Linked DNA regions of Sus scrofa: region 1 is linked to region 2. A link is a contact called in public Hi-C data. All regions are on one chromosome and are shown on one strand. Each heading gives the region's core, a stretch centred on a gene start, on an enhancer-like site or on the middle of the called end of the contact. The rest is flanking DNA. Distances are from core to core; before and after follow the strand shown. Region 1 overlaps PRTG (protogenin). Region 2 has its middle 45 kb from the start of PRTG.

The links. A called contact is a pair of places that touch in the nucleus more often than the background predicts.
Region 1: a contact with region 2 is called in a Hi-C map of skeletal muscle, with 4 times the contacts expected there. The contact joins two enhancer-like sites. A contact is called at or near these places in 2 of 47 Hi-C or Micro-C datasets (both in skeletal muscle) and 1 of 2 datasets of contacts at active chromatin or transcription factors (skeletal muscle).

What each region holds. Positions count from the first base shown.
Region 1 is chr1:116,258,236-116,260,935 of Sscrofa11.1, forward strand. The region is part of intron 14 of PRTG (protogenin); the gene reads left to right. Among named protein-coding and RNA genes, the nearest start is that of PYGO1, 34 kb to the right of the region's middle. Within about 2 kb of position 1,301, at least 11 of the 83 cell types and tissues checked have an H3K27ac peak or open chromatin away from gene starts, as enhancers often do. A contact at or near this core is called in skeletal muscle, where this site is marked.
Region 2 is chr1:116,085,771-116,088,470 of Sscrofa11.1, forward strand. No RefSeq gene overlaps it. Among named protein-coding and RNA genes, the nearest start is that of PRTG, 45 kb to the right of the region's middle. Within about 2 kb of position 1,406, at least 8 of the 83 cell types and tissues checked have an H3K27ac peak or open chromatin away from gene starts, as enhancers often do. A contact at or near this core is called in skeletal muscle, where this site is marked.

The sequences.
Region 1 (2,700 bases), core at 51-2,550, 170 kb after region 2:
ACTTTTGCTTCTGTCACCCTGGTTTTGCTCTGCACTCTTCAGAAGTGGCAATTGACTTTTTAGGTTTTTTGTATCCTCTTGCCCATAATTTGCTCCAACTGCCCCATATAATTTTTAGTCCCTTAGAGTTTCGTTTGTATGTTGTTGCTCAAAGAGATGTTTGTACAGGTGCAAGCATTGCAGCCACTGCAACAAATAGTCCCAGGTTCCCTCCTGTTGCACAACCTTGAATCTCACCCTTTGCTTTTATATTTTAACTGAACATTCCTTTTGTAACACACATCTCATATTTTAATATAAATTCAGTTGATATTTACTGAGAATTATTTGTATAAAGTATTATGCTAGCCACCTTCAGCAGTTAAAATGTGAAAAATTGTTCTGTTTTCCAGAAAGGGAAGAAGGGGAGATCAGGAGTAAGGAAGAAGACTTACTTTCATTGAGCATATATATGTGTGTGTCAGACACTTGCCCATGATAGTTTATTTAATCCTTGTAATAATTATATTGTTACTGACCAGGGTTCTTGGACTCTTTAATCAATAGAAATTGATAAGAGGCCAGCCAAATTCAGGCAAGGCTTTATTAAGACTCAGCACAAGGGAGTGAAAACAAGTAACAGGCTCCCTTGCTCACTCCCTAAGAGGGGCAAGCTGCTCTCTTAAATAGGGTCAGGGTAGGGATGGGTCCTGGCATGGGGCTGAAGGGCTGGCTTAGGCGATCCGCCTTCCCTCAGGGGTGCTGTGTGCAGGGCGCATGCATAGTGCCTTGCTTTTCCTCCCAAGCCTCCAAAGTGGCAGTTGAGTTTTTGGGTTTTTTTTTTTTTTTTTTTTTTTATCTTTTAGTTCATAATTTGCCCCAGACTGTGCATGCACACAGTTATTTTTAGTCCCTTATAGTTTTCTTTTTTGTGTGTGTGTGTGTGTGTTTTGTTGCTCAAGGAGGTGAGACTTCTGTCAAGGTACAAGCACTGCAGCAGAGTGTCCCAGGTCCCAGCCTGTTTCAATAAGAGTTGGGAATTATTGCTCTCATAAGGAAAGTAAAGTTCTGTGACATGCCCCAAGTTGCAAATTACTTAGTTGGTAACATGCCAGGATTTGATCAGCATTGATCCAAGGCTGAGCTTATTACACTGTCTGGTCTGTGAAACTTCTAGTCTGCTAAAGATTCAGACACATGTAAAAGGCTAGAGACCAAAATAATCATACCAGCAGGAATTGAGACAGTTTGCTGGAAGAATATGGGGACAGTCAGATGGCTTTAATATTTGGAAGCTCCTTTAACTGTGCTCAGAGAAGAACCGGAATGTTACAGTTTCCTTTTTTGTCTGAAGGAAGACTGGGAGACAAGGGAGCAGGCATACCCACATACTCATCAGCTTGTAATATTTAAATTAAGTGCAAGAATTTTAATTTCAGGTAGTGATTGATTTTGCCAAGTGCTTTCTAAAATGAAATGTACTCTGTGATAAAATGGAAACTCTGTTTATTTATATGTCTATTTGTGAAGAAATTGAAATATCCTTCCTTCTAGCTAATTGTAACATGTTGCAATACATTGTTGCTTTTGTAACAGTGGAAAGACTCTTTCTGATTCTAAATAGGGGTCAGTTGTTTATTTAACAGTTGTGTACTCAAGTAGCTCACACCCTCTCCAGGCCAAGTTGAAACCAGAGCTCAAGAAAACAAACTGGGTTCAGCTGCTTGTGCTGCCACTGGGTTGGGCTACCTCCCACCATGTGACCTGCAGAGGTGGCCTCTGAATCATGACCTCAGCTCTAAGATCAAACTTGCATGATGAAATACACTGTAGCAAGTGCACTAGAGTAGCCAGCTCTGACCTGGAGGTGACTGCTGAAATCTCTTGTAAGCTTCTGAAGCTATTCTAAGGCTGCCCTGCCTCTGGAAAAAATGAGAAGCAGCACCTTAGGGAAACTAAGTTTTCCTGTGAAAATCCATCCACAAACGCAGCGCAGGAACTATTTCCTGACAGAATTTCTATTACACCTTCTTTCTTAATATTAGGACTAATTCCTAGGGTGGGAATCCCTTTTGTAGGAAAAATACTTTTGTGCTGTGGTAGAACAAGAGTGGAAAGACACCTCCACCCCACCCCCGACAAGAAATAGCAGTGCCCAAGTAAAACTCCTTCATAGCAGTAATGCCATCAGAGAAGGGACCTTTCAGTACAAAATATATGTAAGTGTAAGTGATTATTTTTGGAGAGAAGTAGATGCTAGTCGGGCTGCTGTGATAATTTTGATGCTAATCTGAGGTCTAGAGCTTCAGCACTTAGGTTTCTACGTACTTTTAGTATTTTCTTGCCTATTAACATTCAAGAAATCTTAAATAATGATTAGGAGAATAAAAAATATATTAATACTTGCAAAAATAATTGTGCTGTTTCTAATTTAAGAAATAAGAACAAAATCATCTATCAGAACAATTACCATAAATGGTTTAAACATTTCTGAGAGGAAAAAAAAGACTCTACATTAGATTTTTAAAGTCTAATTGTAATTGTTGAATCTGAAATCATTGTGTTATTTTCTCTGTACTTATATTTGAAATATCCCATAAGAAAGTGTTTTTAATGCTTTGTTTCCATACCTACATAAACAGTAAAACATTGTATATATATGCTTATATCTTTGATAAAAAAATATGTATATGCTTACTTATAAAAATAAAAAAAAATACA
Region 2 (2,700 bases), core at 156-2,655:
AAAGGAGTTCCTGCTATGACAGCACAGAATCCGTGACATCTCTCTGCAGCACCAGGATGCAGGTTCAGTCTCTAGCCCTGCACAGTGGGTTAAAGGATCTGATGTTGCCCCAGCTGCAGCTCTGATCTGATCCATGGCCCAGGAACTCCATAGGTCATGGGTTGGGAAAGAAAGACAGAAAGGAAAAAAAAGGAAGGGAGGGAGGGAGGAAAGGAAAGGAAAGGAAGAGAGACATGAAAGAGAGATGAAAGAGAAAGAAAGAAAGAAAGAAAGGCATCAAAGACATGAAAGGAAGGCATGAAAGAAACCGAGAATATTTAACCTGAAAGAGAGGAACAGTGGAAATTTCAAAGAACTGGTCCTGTGTTGCCCAAGAGGTCAGAATTAGGACCAGAAGTACAATTGTCAGAAGACAAATGGATTGAACAGCAGGAATAATTTTAATAACCACTTACTGAAAAGTGACCACCTCTGAAAATAATGCTTCCTGGAGACATTCAAGCCAAATAAGGAATTGGAGAGGAGTTTGTGTGTGTTGGGGGCTGGGTGTTGGATGGTGTATATTGGGGGGGGCAAGGGAAGGAGAGTTGCAGCACTGAATGGGCAGATGATTTCCACATTCCCTTCTGGAACAATTCATTTCTCAAGTGTCTGCTGGGTTTCCACTGTGTCCCACATAGGAACCATATTTTCCAAATAAGAAGCTGGTCTGACACTTATGAGAATGCTGACGGAGAGAACTGGGTATCTCATGAGTGTTAGTTATTGATTGACTTCTCAGGAACCACTTGCTTCCTCGAGATTCCATTGCACGGTTCCCAGTGTCCCCTCCCTTCCCACAGAACCTGCCTGTTTCAATCCAGGCTCTCAGGGCCAGTGAGCACGGCCATCTGGGTTATTCAGAGCAAAAATGAGCAGCCTTTTTTCCAGATACACTGGAGCCCAGGCTTAATCTCTGTTGCATGTGACATCCATGTGTCTGAAAGGCAGCTGGGAAGTAACAGAAAGGTAGCAGGGGACGTGGTCCCCTATTCAGCATCTCCTGAAACTTTTGCCCTCACTAGTCTTATCTGGAAAACAGGAGAGGACGGCAGGCATCTTCCTCACAGAGTTGCTGTGAGCATGTAAGGTGCTTTGCACAGGGTTCTGCCCTTGGTAAGTATTCAACAGATTTAGTGCCTCAGCCTCAGCTCTGCCACTGATTTCATGTCCCTTTTCCAGACCTTGGTTTTCTTCTCCTGTAAAGCAAAGACAGATGGGATTGGAACAAGTCCTGTGATTTCCAGCTCTGAACCTTCTGGTGCCCAAAACAGAATGACTGCCACATTTTCCCCGCCTCCACCCGGAGGCCATCTCTGCCAGGAGGTGGCACCACTCATTCAGGTTTGCAGCAGAGGTGTGGCCAGCCATTTGTTCACCTCCCCTCTGCTTTGCAGAGGAGCCTGAAAGCTGGCCCGCCCAGCAGCTAGCTGCCTCTGAACTGACTGGGAAAATTGTGGTGCTCATGTTTTCCTGAGAGTGATGGGGCGGGGAGTGGGGGGAGGATTTTCCACTTCCCTGCTTGCTTCCAGGGCATCAAAATCATGTTCTTACAGACAGTCCTCCATATTTATGAAAAGGATAGGGAGTGAAATCCAACCGGGTCAGCTTCCCCACTGTTTTCTGTCCCTTTGCTCCAAAGCAAAACTGCAGATACCAGGGAGACTGTGCTGTCAAATTGCACCCGCAGGCAGCCATTTGCATGCCATTCAGGGGGCAAAAATGGCCACTGACACTGGCAATTGCCTCCTTGACACGTCATCGGAGATCACAGATAGAATTTTGCAGCCTCAGATCCCTGGCAGAGGCTAGGCTGGAGAGGCCCAGAAAGTGCTGTTTCCTAGTCATCTTGGGTTACTCTGAGCAGGATCAGCATTGTGGAGACTGAGCAGGACAGAACAACGAAAGGCCAGTAGGACCAAAGTCTTAATTTTACACAAGGCTGGTCCTGGTTATGTTCAGGTGAATCAGAGATAAAAATGCCCTCTCTTCCACTTTTTGATTTTTCTCAAGAGTTAAAGAAACAGAAGAGGGAGGGAAGAAGGAAATGGAAGGATGGAAGAGGAGGAGGAGAGAAAAAGTTAGATGAATTATCTGAAATAGTTAATGTTCCAATAGATTATCCTGGCTTTTCCCTCTTAAGTACATAAATTTAAGCTTTTAGAAAGCAGAAGAGGAGTTCCTGTTGTGGCGCAGTGGAAATGAATCTGACTAGGAACCGTGAGGTGATGGGTTCGATCCCTGGCCTTGCTCAGTGGGTTAAGGATTTGGCATTGCCGTAGCTGTCGTGTAGTTCACAGACACAGCTCAGATCTGGTGTTGCTGTGGTTGTGGTATAGGCTGCCAACAACTGCTCCAATTGGACCCCTAGCCTGGGAACCTCCATATGCCCGGAGTTCGGCTCTGGAAAAAAAAAAAAAGAGGCAGAAGATATAAATGTATTATCTGTTCTTCATGTGAGCCCTATACCTCCTTTACATGGGTAAGCACTAAACATGTATTTGATCTGCAGTCTGGAAAGTTAATGGGCTAAATCAAATTATCGTGTAGACTGGTTTTGACTTTTCAAATGTTAGGTTGTCAAAACTTTCTTCTCTGGGGTACCAGCTTCAGCTGAACATTTAGGATGCCTCCATTTTGAAGAGGAAAAAATTACTTGCA